Linked DNA regions of Rattus norvegicus: all the other regions are linked to region 1. A link is a contact called in public Hi-C data. All regions are on one chromosome and are shown on one strand. The core of a region is the stretch at or near the end of the contact, and the rest is flanking DNA. Distances in the headings are between cores, read along the strand shown.

The links. Hi-C and Micro-C count contacts between places; a contact is called where the count stands out from the background.
Region 2: a Hi-C map of liver shows a contact between it and region 1, with 6 times the contacts expected there. The contact joins two enhancer-like sites. A contact is called at or near these places in 4 of 12 Hi-C or Micro-C datasets (hepatocytes, kidney and liver).
Region 3: a contact with region 1 is called in a Hi-C map of liver, with 4 times the contacts expected there. The contact joins two enhancer-like sites. A contact is called at or near these places in 2 of 12 Hi-C or Micro-C datasets (kidney and liver).

What each region holds. Positions count from the first base shown.
Region 1 is chr7:33,792,430-33,796,972 of GRCr8, reverse strand. No RefSeq gene overlaps it. Among named protein-coding and RNA genes, the nearest start is that of U2l1, 41 kb to the left of the region's middle. Within about 2 kb of position 2,697, at least 15 of the 93 cell types and tissues checked have an H3K27ac peak or open chromatin away from gene starts, as enhancers often do. A contact at or near this core is called in liver, where this site is marked.
Region 2 is chr7:33,351,885-33,356,427 of GRCr8, reverse strand. No RefSeq gene overlaps it. Among named protein-coding and RNA genes, the nearest start is that of Btg1, 130 kb to the right of the region's middle. Within about 2 kb of position 2,622, at least 1 of the 93 cell types and tissues checked has an H3K27ac peak or open chromatin away from gene starts, as enhancers often do. A contact at or near this core is called in liver, where this site is marked.
Region 3 is chr7:33,448,744-33,453,286 of GRCr8, reverse strand. No RefSeq gene overlaps it. Among named protein-coding and RNA genes, the nearest start is that of Btg1, 220 kb to the right of the region's middle. Within about 2 kb of position 2,401, at least 8 of the 93 cell types and tissues checked have an H3K27ac peak or open chromatin away from gene starts, as enhancers often do. A contact at or near this core is called in liver, where this site is marked.

The DNA.
Region 1 (4,543 bases), core at 1,448-3,947:
TAGTAATTGTACAGGCTTTCAAAATGCAGACAAAACACACACTGACTCCTTTTTACAAGTAAATACACATTAAGACTCCCTTCCCTTGGGGGTTGGGGATTTAGCTCAGTGGTAGAGTGCTTGCCTAGCAAGCGCAAGGCCCTGGGTTCGGTCCCCAGCTCCTAAAAAAAGAAAAAAAAAAGACTCCCTTCCCTTTTTCCTACAGCTTTCCACTCACCAACCCCTTCCTGCATTGACACACATTTCTGAAAAGAGACTTCTTGTCACCCAGGTTATCCCTTGTGCTGGTCTTTCCACAGTATCCACACTGCAGAGACGAATCATGTCATTGTTCTGAAATGTAAAACAGGGGCTTAGATGATGAGATATCAAAAAGAAAAGAAACTTTCTGAAAGCTCTATTTGTCATTGTTGGTGGTGGTTGTGCGTGTGTCTGCGTGTGTCTGCGTGTGTCTCTGTGTGTTTACTTCTAAGGATAGCTATGAGGATTTTTGGAAAAGAAAGGAACTCTTTATTAAAAGTCACTTTTATGCCCTTTATGCATTTTATTAGTTTCTTACTTGACTGGAGAAAGGGACAAATATTTTCATTGTACCAGAGGCCATGGACTACCGGTGGGTAAGCAGCAGCCTGACATCCAGCCCTCTATATTCGCAGAATACGGGAATATGGCTCTCTCAGTACATCTGTTGTTTTCAGAAAACACACAAACAGGGTTAAGACATTTTGTTTGCTTGTTTGCTTTAGGAAAAATATACATACCGATGCTGGCACGGGGTTAGTACAAAAGGTGCTGTGCACTTAGAATTCCTCAGAGTAATAGCTTCTAGTACTCAGTTATGTTATTAGTCTTAAGCTTGCATTTCAATTAGACTGTCCCCCCCACCTCTGAGGCTGAGTTGCAATACCCACTGATTTCCTCTAGAGGGAGACTGGAGCAGCAATACACAAGAACGGTGTTTTTAAAAAAAACTGGGTCAATTAGAGTAACCCTGAAGATATTTTTTTTTCATGACAGAAAACCATGATTTTACCAAAAGCTCCATAAACCGAACCACAGAACGGTTACTTGCAATACGTGTCTTCTCCGTGTGACAGAGTCACCCTTTGTAATATGAAGGAATGTGGCTTCGGTTTGCTTTCAATACTAAAGTAATAAGGAATAAAAAATCTTGGGCACAGACATCATTTCACTCACTTTACCCACTATAACTTATAAAGATGTCTCTATGACATTACAAATGACAAGCTCGTTAAAAAATGTATAAAGCTGTCGATTTGAGTTGCAGTCTTTATGAGTTAATGTGGATGCCCCTCGGCCCCCCCATTCCCACCCCCGACTGAGCATACATGCAAGGTACCATAAGTGAAGCAGGCATTCTGCAGAATGAGCTACTCGGTACGTAAAGACACTGCCTAGCATCTCACACCATGATGACCATCCCTCTTCTCTGTACCATTTCCCAGGGATAGCCAGCACTTGGCTGACAGGATCCAATCCTTTTAACTTCAGAGGCTTGATTTAAAAAAAAAAAAAAGCACTGTTTTAAGCATTCGTGTGGCTTGTCCGGAGCTGCCATCAATGGTAGCCACCCAGTTACTATAAATCCTATAAGCATCAAAGGGAGCCAAGATCAGCAGCTTCTGGTATAAAGGCTTCTACAAGACGGCAATGGTGATAGGAAATCCTCCTGTTCATCGACGTGGAACCCAGACCCCCACCCCCACCTCGATGATACAGTGACATCATTGGTCAGCGGCATTGGCCTATTTTCTGTACTGCTTATGGTGGATTGGAATGGATAGAAATAAACATCTTATATAACAGGCAGGCTGTGCTTTCTGTCTTTTTCTCCCCACCCAAGGAGATTTTCCCAGCGTGAATTCTGCCTGTACAATTAACATTGCCCAAATTTCAGCTGAAAAAAATCTGTTAAGGTTTTAAGCAGATTAACAAATACAGCCCATGGATGCTGGCTCCTATTCCTTCTCCTATACATGCATGAACACACACACACACACACACACACACACACACACACACACACACACACACACACAGAGAGAGAGAGAGAGAGAGAGAGAGAGAGAATCTCTACTTCTGCCTCCCACCATCGCCTCCAAACCCCCTGTAATCAAAACAGCTTTTTATCAAGAGACAAGCAAAGCAAGCAAGTTAAATTGAAATTGGTCTTGGAACAGTTGAAACAAAAATAAAAGATTGCAGATTAGAGCTATTGTCCCATCCCAGAGATACAAAGCAGAACCCCCTCTGTGCTTATTTTCTTGGCAGTGAAACAGACAAACCAAAGATTACGAAAGGATACACCCTGCCCTAGTAGCCTTCAGCATCATGAAGAGTACAACCCTAGAACCAGGCATGTGCAATTGTGATTTGTAATGATTAACCAAGATTCTCTGAACTTTGTCTCATAAATCTTGCTTTGTGTGGAACGGTTTATGAATCTTTGAACTTGAGCATTTTATTGTAGAGGCTGCTTCTGAAGAAATTATATACAAATGAGCCTTCAGTATGATTTTGCTGATTCTAGTACAATAAGTCAGAGACAGCAAAGAGCTCAGGGGAGGGGAGAGGGGAGCGGAGGGGGAGGGAGAGGAGGAAGTGGTTGAACAGCCTGGTGGAGACTCATTTGAAATCAGCAACATGATTCTGTTAGGAAGAAGGAGGTTAACTGACCTAGTGGACTTTGTTGGTGAAATCATTGTGCGGTCCTGATTCAGTCAATATTTGAACCTCACATATATTCCTAGTACATGGCAAATACTGAAATAATCTGAATAATGTGGAGTTGAACTTGTCCTGTGAGGATTTTTTTCAGTATTAATTTGTAGTTCAAGATGGGAACACAATTGGGAGTGAATTCCGGGGGTATATGACGGATTAAAGGGAGTCAGAAAGATTGCACATGGCAGAGGACCAGAATATCTGCTGAGTGATTGTGTCTTCTAGAAGCTTCACCCACAACACACCAACAGTATGGCTACCTAAACAAGGGATGAATGAGGACACTACCAGCAGATATTGTACAATGGAAGAAGGAAATCTCACAGGGACACATTGTATCCCTAGTCGAAAAATTACAGGCTACTAAGGAATTGTGTAAGTGGTAGAATCAGTCATCCCCAAGAATTGGATGACTCCTAATGGGCTATGCAATACTGAGCAGCCTTCCTTGAAATCATATACATGCACACAACACTAAAGAGACCCAGCAGGTTTATTTATATATTTAAAGATATGTGTAACAATAACATTTTTTTTAAAAGAAGCCATACATTTTAGAAGGAGGGAGGGTACTGGTGGTGTTGGAGGTAGGGAGGAGAAAGAGAAAATGACACAAATATATCTTAATTAAAAAAAAGTTAAAAAGATAATCTGTTCTTTACTTGTGGGATGGTATCACAGGTATCACAAGGTAGAATGAGGCCTGTCATTGGATGAGAAGGAAGGATGGGCAGGAGAAAAGTTTGAAGGAAGAGGAGGAGGGAGAGAGTAGGTAGGGACAATATGGCAGTTGACATTAAGATTCCTTGCTGTACCTTTACAGATTGTTATAAATGTTCTTAAGGGATGGACGTGTACTGGGCTTTGTGTGTTTAGGTGAGCAATTATATCTTATCAATTGGATCAAAGATTATTGTGTTGTGTGTTCTTTCATGTGTAGATTTAAGTGTAAGGGAGTGTGGAGCAACTCGTCTGGGCTGCCATGTTGAGTCACGTGATGTCTCAAGCAGCGGCACTGCGGTGTAGACTTAGTGGGGATAAAAGATACCCCTTTATTTTTATATTTTGACAACAGCATTTCCTGTCTGGAGAAAAAAAGATCACAGAGTGCCCATCCTATGTGGGAGCCATTTTAAAGAGATTAAATTTAACTCTCTATTCATTGCTGCATGTTCTACCTGTTTGGTCAGCAAAGTCAGTCCTGTGCAAGTGTATATCACAATGTTATCCATTTTGAGGTGTGTACCTGGGTGCAAAGGTAACTAACTCGCTATTAACAATACACACTGTAATAGTGTATGCATTTTTCTTGACCTTACATCCATGACACCAAGAATCCACCACATTCGTACTCGGCTCTGCAAATTCAGAGAGCTAGTGAAACAGTAAAGGTTCATATTTAAATATCACCTTTAGTTTTTTCCATCCATAAGAAGCTAAATAATATATTAGACTTCACTCCTTAGAAGACAATGATGTTTTTTTTCTTTATTAAAACGTTTTATTTTACATTCCAAAAGTGGCCCCCCCTTCCCAGTCCCCCTACCCTGAGTTCTTCATCCCAACCCCCAGCGCTGAAAGAGTGCGCCTCCACCCAACCACCCCCACCAGCATTCCCTCTTCTCTGGGGTATCAAGTTCACACAGGATTAATTGCATCCTCTCCCACTGAGTCCATAAATGGCAGTCCTCTGCCACACATGAGCCCAGGGCCACAAACCAGCTGATGTATGCTCCTAGGTGGTTGTTGGCTTAGTTTCTGGGAGCTCTGGGGTTCCAGGTTAGTCGCTACTGTTGTT
Region 2 (4,543 bases), core at 1,373-3,872, 440 kb after region 1:
AATGTTGGCTTTATTGGAAAGAACTGTGAAACTTCAGGACTGGGAAGGGGTTTTGTAGTGAAGTCTTATTCTCTCGTTTTTAGAAGAGGAAAGAGAGACAGATGGTTTGCACGACATCACACTAATGCTCACAGAAAAGCTGAAGGGAGACTTATGTTCCCCAGCTCAATACTTCCTTTGAAAGGCAGTGTGCGCTGGCTGGTCTATATTCTTAAGAACTCGCAAGTTCCTAAAAGGTTGGAAAGTTCTTGTTGCTATAGGTATTAAATCCATGGTCCCATGAATACCAGGAATAACTACCACTGTGCTAAATCCTCAGCTCTGTGTGTGTGTGTGTGTGTGTGTGTCTCACACACACGTATATAAAGAGAATATATTTATGATAAGTTAATCCTGGACTAATCACTATACACGATAGCTGTATTAATGCAGAGTTTAATAGACAGATCTACATTCTGAAAAGTCTGTTGTTAGGAAATTGTGTCACATGAGTCTCACGGACTGGATGGGTCATGACAGAGGTGCCATCACTAAGCAATGCAGTGTACAGGACCATCATCACAGACCAGGTCTGTGTTGGACAAACACGCTGTTATGAGTCCCATTGCTATACACAGCTTCCATTGCTCGACTATATGGCAGACGTTTAAAAGTAAAGAAAAACGGGGCTGGGGATTTAGCTCAATGCTAGAGCGCTTACCTAGGAAGCGCAAGGCCCTGGGTTCGGTCCCCAGCTCCGAAAAAAAAGAAACAAAAAAAATAAAATAAAATAAAAAATAAAGAAAAACAAAATCTGTTCTTTCTTAATTCAACCCTGACTTAAAAAATAATAATATTCAGAGAACACCTGGCCAGGTTATTCAAGACATTTTGCTTGCACTGGACATTGTTTGCTTTTATACAGGAAACAATTCAGTGTTTAAACAAAAGTGTGGGCTGGACAGTCTAGAACTCTTTCAAGGACTCAAAGGTAAATATCATATTATTACCCTTAGACTTTGGCAAGAAGCAATTTTCCAAGGTGCCATTGAAACTCTTGTCATACTTCAGTCACCCAGAGCTTACCTCAGGAGCATCCTTTACTCCAGACACTCACGTAGCATATGCTCACTGACAGTGGATGGAGAAAAATGGACGACTAGAAGAATAAAGTCTAAGTATAAATCCCTCCCACAGTAAGGCAGAGATCTGATATATATATTATTTGCCTTCTGGAGCCAAGAACATGTTTAGATCTCCGAGGTTTGGCCTTGTCTCAGCCTGAATCATCTGACTCAAAGCAGTGACAAGAATTATCTTTAAGGCCTTCTCTTCCCACCCATCACACACACACACACACACACACACACACACACACACACACACACACACACACACTTTATACCACTCTGTGTTGGAGCTAATCAGCTGTGAGAATGTAACCAATCATCTCTTTTGCTGCACCTAAAATTTTCTCACAAAAACCATGAAAAACTTGGCATGAGCTGTGTAGTATGTTCCTTGCAAGGGCAAAATACCCTGGGCCATTTTATTGCTCCAGATTTGTTTGTACTCAAAACTAAACAAGAGCCAATACGTGTCCCAGGACAGAGAGATCTGACCTAGTGATAATGCACACATCAGAGGACGCTCCAAGTCAAATATAAAGATACCCATGGATGTGCATGAATCACGGGTGTTGAGCAAGACAGCAACAATCGCACTGGCAACACAGAACCAGACAGATCTCGAGAAGTTGGAATAAGCAAGCTCCCAATGAACAGACTGCAAGCTGTCAGAAATATTAACAAGGAATGATCTTTCTCTTTAGCAAAATATTGCCTACTTCTCCTGCATAGGCAATGAAATTGGAACTAGAAACTTGGAGAGCGGTTTGGGCAAAGTAAGTCACCAATTCTTTAGTCTATGAACACTGCATTGCCTCAGGAAAATCATGAATCATAGCGTGGATTTAGCTCGTACTATGCAAGGATGCTAACTCTAACCTTAACCTTAATCCACACGAGAACGAAAAGGATGTTTTATAGATCAATGAAGTTCTTAGATTTTACATTATAATCTCAAAAGGAGAAGTCCATGATAAAAATCAGTAGTTCTCACCAATGGATAAAAACAGTTTACCTTAAAGAATGGAGGAATAGCCATGTCTGATAGTACACACTTGTCTTCTCAGAACTCAAGAGAATAAGGCGGGAGGATCAAGAGTTTGAAACTACACAGCAAGAAATCTCCAACTCACAAGTCAAATAACAGGAATGCAGGAAGCCTTCTTAAAATAGTGCATTTGATGGAAAACATGTTTGGCCAGGCAGAGAGTGATATATGCCTGTGATTGCAATACACAGGAAGAAAAGGCAGGAGCCAGCTTGGACTACATTACAAGATTTCAACACAGAACTTCCTAATACACTATTAGTTAATCTTTGTACTGGTTAAAATGTCAAGAAATTTAGTAATGCTATTCCAGAAAATGGTGTGGCTGTCAATTAAACATGTGGGAAAATATCGATTTCGCTAAAGAGACGTATAAAGTCCTTTTGAAGTGAGTACATTTAAAGAAACTTGTTTTGGGCAATGCCACTTGCATCATGGGTCCTGGCTCTCCTCCACGCCATCATAGCTTTTCAGAAGCCACTAGCACCAGTGCAATTTGTCCTGGTGATGCACTCTTTGCCACTGGACAGAGCATACACAAGAAGTGAAAACCAGGGTTAGAATTTAACTGTTGGTTTGGGGTGTGTGTGTGTGTGTGTGTGTGTGTGTGTGTGTGTGTGTGTCTGTCTGTCTGTCTGTCTGTCCAGAAAGGAGCAAAAGGCAGACTGAACAGACATTTCTACCTATCCCAATTACTCTGATGAAATCAAATAAATGCACAATTTCATAAGAGCATTGGAAATCAGAAGGAATGGTGAACCACCTCAAAGTCAGAACTGTGAAACCCAGGAACTGGCGCAGAAAGACTCATAGGCAAATAGCTCAGAGTGGATGGTGAGGAGCACTTCAGGCAGGAAGGTCACGGACAACTTCTATCTAGGACTAAGTGGTACTGCGCACTTAGAGTTAGTATGCTGGTCTACCAAACGGCCCCTCTGTGTCCTGAGGTAAGTGAGAAAAAGAACAGTTAGCCCAGAAATGACAGCAGTTAACTGTGGCTCAGACCAAACAGACATGGTCCACCAGTCACTCAGTGGCACCCTTGAGACCATCTGCAATTCAGACCTCCTCCTACCAGGGTCTCTGTCTCATCCTCGTTGTCACAGCAGACAAGATCTTAAAACCCGAATCAATATGCATTGAAATACATGTCCCAATAAAAGTAAGAAGCCAAGAGAAGAAAATATTCCACATAAAAAAAATTAAAGACGCGATTCAGTTTCAACCATTTTAAATCACTGATGCAGAGTATAAAGTTATTATTTTATTATAATTCAGAATTAAAATTTCAAATGATCTCAAATTTGTAGTTGGTGAAGCATAAGAAAATGAATGTGCCCTTCATTTTGTTTTTTGAGAAACCTATAAATGCTGATAAACTCTGTAGTCAAAACTAATTATGTTGAAAAACCTTATGAGGTTAAGAGTAAAGCTTCCAGATAAACAGAATAGATTAAATTCTTGTTTATTTTGTTTCCTTTTGAGATATTACTAAAAGAATTCAAGGGAAATTAAACATACACACAGGCACGAAGTCTGAGTGAGATGGCACCAGGCCTTGAGAGTCTTCTCTCTACCTGGAGCTGTGTGATTGCCTCTAGTGTACCTGAAGAGGAAAGGAAAACAGAGGTCCGCAACATCAAATTTGAAAAGTTCTGTGCTCATGGAACATGATGCGCCATGGATACATCAAATGAAATCTCCATTCAAAGGTTTGTGAAGCCCATCAACTGCAGCAGGATTCCCTACCTGCCCTTTCCCGCCCCGCCCCGCCCCGCCCCTAAGGTAGGGTTTCTCTGTGTAACACTGCCTACCCTGAAACTGGCTTGGTTTACCAGTCTGGTCTTAAAATCACAAAGATTTCGCTCGCTATTGCTTCTATATGCTAGCGGTAAAGGCGTGCACCATCGTCCGAGGTAGCAACAGGATTCTTGATCCATTTCGTCCAATAGTAGAGATGGAGACGTCTTCTCTGAGATGGTGTGAGAACCAAGAGAGAGAGCTGAATACAGCCAGTACACACACATGGTGCTGTTAAGTGAATCCACTATCATTTATGCATTTTGAGGGTCTGGGTACCTCCTCTGACTTAGTTAGACCTAAGCCAAAGTAATGGGTATGCATTTGTAATACCACCCTTTGAAGCCTTCAATAAACACTTACTCCCTAGGAAACCAAGAGGTTAGTAAGACCTGGCCTAACACTCAGGAGACTAAGGCAAGAAGGGGGGGTCTCAGCAGGTCTGAGGCTAGACCTGTGTTAAAACGTAAGACCCTGCCTCAAAAATATTTTTGTTTTAGCCTCCACATACAATATTCAGTCAGCTATTTAGAGAATCCCATGGGTCACCAGAGATTTAAAGGACGCTTCCAACACAGAAAGGAAAGAA
Region 3 (4,543 bases), core at 1,152-3,651, 340 kb after region 1:
AGAGCTGGAGATTTCCATTTTGGTTAAACCTCTTCGAAACAAAAAGAATCTCAGATCGTGCCCAGAGGTGTGTCTGGTGATTTCAAATCTTGTCGAGTTGATGATGAAGACTACACATAGGCCAATGATCTAGTTCACGGTGTAAGTTGTCTCCATTGGACTTTTCCTTTTCTAGAAGGAACAATGACTCCTTTTGACTTGCCAACACATACACTCTAGTGTGACTTTGACGTTCTATCAATAGGATCTCCTACTCGCACCTTTACTTAAGCTTCAAAAGCTTAAAACTCTAGCCTAGACAGGATTAGCATGGAGTATTGCGCTAGACCAGTGACACTTGGTGACTTAGACACTTAATGGCTAAGGAGTGCTGGGCAGGGCCATGGAATCCCCTGAACATGTCACTCGAACCAGTGCTAAGTGGTCTGAGGATAGGAAGAGACCAAGGATCTGAAAAAGGGAAGCTCAAGGGATCCATATCTGATTTCATAGGGCCTGGATAAGGCTGTCAACATCATTGGAAAATGTAAACATCCCAGAAGGCCTAGCTAATATAGCCTGTGCAGATACAGCAAAGGCAAATGTTACCCAGAAATAATAGCCACCAAGCATGTGCATCCCAATGTCATAATAATGACTCCCCGAGAGGCTGAGGGAGTTTGGACTTCAAAACAGCTCCCTCCTTACCCTCATAGTTGATTTGACTTTAAATGACTTTAAGCTCTGAAAGGAACTACAAGTTTTAATTCCCTGCTGTGATCGAAGCCAGAAAAGAACACATTACCTTTCAATGACAGGTTTAAGAGGTTTCCAACCTCAGCAGAAACAGTGTCACTAGAGCTAAGCAGAACTCAGCCACACAAAGTGCGAATCTGTATTTCTGAACAGCTGACGTGTGACTATTTCAAAAACCTTAACACAGATAATCTTCTGTGTAGATGCCCTGACACGCTGCTCTCAGAACTTTCCAGAACTGACTCATAATTAGCCATCTCGGGCTGTTCAACCAAGAAGGAGGGGATAACTTTATCTCGCTTTAAGATTCTGAGTTGATGTTTTCCTTATCATGTAAACGTCTTTTAATGAGTCACTTATTGACATAAATACTTGTTCTTAGGATTTGCCCAAACCTATCCTTGCTTATTCCTGGTTAGAATGTAAAATCGTTGAAACACTGGAGGAAAAGAAAAAAAAAAAAAAAAGCCAAGTTTCAACTAAAGTTAAACATGGAATTTTTTTTTTTACCATGGGACCCACCAAATTCCACCCCTAAGCACACACCAAAAATCACTGGAAACAGATGTTCAAATAAAACTTGGTGTACCAACAGCCATAATGGCGCTTTCAGGGTAATAACCTGCAGGTGGAAACTACGCAAATCACATCAACAGATGAATGGATATAAAAAAAAATAATGTGGCCTGCCCACACAGTAGAATAGTATTCAACTATTAAAAGGAAGGAAGGCATGAGGCGGGGTTCATGCCACAACATAAATGAACTCAGGCTTCATAGGAACGAAGCAGGCACAAAAAGTTAGAGACTGAATTTAGTTTAATGTATTTGAAATTTTCAGAATAGGCAGATCTCTAAAGATGGCAAGATTAGGGGTTTGCAGGAACGAGGGCGAAGGGGGAGTTAGAACTGATTGCTTAGTGAGTAATAAACTTCCCTTTGGGCATAAAGAAACAAGTGGGGGCGATAACACTGCAATTTCCGGCATGTTCTTAATGCCTCTGACTCGTATCCTTTCAATGGTGAAAAACGACAAGCCTTACCTGACATTTTAGACAATGAGTGGATATCTGTCTCGTTTCCCAAAACCTCTCTTGGGCCCGTGGAAATTTTTCTGCGGTACTCACGGAAATGGGTCAACGGTTTGCCCTTGTGGGAAGGAACCCAAGTCTCTGATTGCACCAAGCAAAACTGGTCAGCTGTTTTACAAGGAAAACAGCTGGCACCGAAGCCCAGGCTCTTTAAAGAGCTGGGAACGGAGCCTCCTCCGCAGGGTGAGTTCAAGCTGAAGAGCTGTGATTCCCTGCTTGCCAGGTTGTGTGGGCCACACCCAGCTACTAATAAGTTGTTCCAAACTTTACATGCCCCATCTTAATAACTAGCTCTTCTCCCACCTTGGAGGTTCCCATAATCATGTGGCTACTCAAATGAGAAGAGCAGAAACCACTGGCAATTTGGAGACGAGACAGAGTCCAGAAAAGGAAGCAAAGTCAGGAAAATATAAATTTAACTTGAGGTGTTCCATGAGCACAAGGCAGAGGCTTAGAATGAGGGCTTGTTCTAAATGTCCAAATGGAGAAAATAGTAGTGTCCCTGGAATGGAGCCATGTGGGGAAAGAAATTTCTAGAGCAGAGGCTAGACTCTGGTGTCCTGGATACATGCCAATTTATGACAGCATTTGAAACTTTTGCAATGGTAGGAGGAGACTTTGGTCTATCTGGTGACAGCTAGTAAGGAGAGCTGTCTGGGGTCTAAAACTGAGAAAGCAAGCTACAAGTAGCAAAAGCTAGAAACAGCAGCTTCCTCTATCCTGAAAATGCCAGTTAGGAATGCTAGCTTTTAAGGTCAAAGATGGTCGTGAGACAGCAGAAATAAAACGCAAGTATTGGAAGGTAGGCAGGAGCCAAGCTCTCTCTCTCTCTCTCTCTCTCTCTCTCTCTCTCTCTCTCTCTCTCTCTCCACTCAAAGTCTTGATATGGCAATTTTAAGCAGGAAAAATTACACCGTATCATTTAGTTTAATAAAATACTATTCTCTGGTCACATTATAGAAGACAAACAGACTGAAGGAATCTTGGAGCAAAAAGAGGAACATTGCCAGGGCAATAGTGACTCTCAAATGTTGCTGGTCCAGACCAAGGAAGAAAAGAATGGAAAATTCTATGAGGCACACTACTGGATGGAATGTAGGGAAGGGGAGAGAATGGCAGAGTAAAAGCTTACTGCTAGTTCAAGCAGAAGGTCACCTCATAAGTTCTGCTACAATAAACAAACCCAGTGTATGCCCTGTAGAGCTTCTCATGAGGTTTGCCCAACGGTTGCATCTAAGGTCATATTAACCAGTCCAGATGTGCTAGGGGCATGTATTCTATTTCTTTTTCCTTTTAACTTTTTTCACATTTATTTTATCCAATATAGAATAGCACTCGGGAATGAGTTTCCATACTGTGCATTAATCCGTGCATACGTTGTGTAATGTTTAAACACGTCTTCTCAAACATTGGTCATCTCTTTATAGTGAAAAGCTTCAAACTCGCTTCATGCAGCATTTTTAAAAGCGAGATCTCAGCCGCCCTCCCAGTGGGTCTTTTACCCATACAACTAACTGAAACATGGGTTTTCTATATCTTGCCTATGGAAAAAGAGTAGCACGATGGATTGTGTGTCTTGACTGGCAGTAAGGCAGAACATTTATTCTTGTATGCACTAGCCCCTGTCTTCTGTATGTCTGCCTATCGTGTGTCTGTCTTGCTACTTTGTGAAGTCTCATGACTGACCTCTGGAAAAGATTGGGCATCCTTTAACATTCTTGGCACTGGCTGTCTGTGCTTTGGACTACTCGCTGCCTGACCCTACCTGCCCTTGGGGGTTGGAGGTGAGATGGCCCGGATTCAAAGACACTGACTCCAGAAGCAGGTAAAAGCTTGTCTGTCTACTGCTGCAAGCTCCTTTAATACCCTCTACCTGGGCCCTTTGGTCCTAAGAAAGCATCTCATATAAACAGCAGCTTCCAATTAGCTGACATTGTTCACATCAGCAATCCTTGGTCTCTCAGGCAGTCTTCAACTAGGTCCTCCTGCAGATGCCTTTGTAGCTGTGTGCCCCTGGTGTTTTTGTAGATGTGGCTGCCCCTGGTCCTCCTAGAGGCACTGTCACCAGAGTTCACAGAGTAAGTGATCTCACTCTTCCTGCTCACTTGGCCTCCCTTTGGTTGTCAACCTGACAAGATCTAAAATCACCTAGAGCATAGTGTTTTGGGCCTATGTATGAGAGAGCTTCTAGATTGTGTTAACTGAATTGGGAAGACCCTCTGTGAATGTGGGAGGCCCCTTTCCTTCCTCTAGGCTGAATTTAGGGAGAATGAACTAAGCACCATTTTTCTTATGAAGTAGGGACCAGCTGCTTCACTCCTCCTGCCAGCTTCTCCCTAGCATAACGAACTGCACTCTCAAACTGAGCAAGAACAAACCCTTCCTTGCTTTATACACGAATGCTGTCACACCAATGGGAAAAGTTACTAGCATACTCTCAATTCTCTGCCTCTCATGCCTTCTTGCCTTCCAATTTCTGACTGGGAAATCCAATTTCCCACAGTGCCCCAAGTGGTCTCTTGCATTTGCTCTTCTATTTCTTCCCTAAGCATTCTAAAGTCTCGGTATTCAGCTGTGGATGTTCAAGCCAATGGCTCCAGTTATCTACTCTATATTTTCTTGTCTACATCCAGTAGACACCGTCATTATAATATGTCTGACGTGCAGAACCAGCTAGTCATTTCCCACGGCTTTATCTGCCTCCATGTTACTATTTC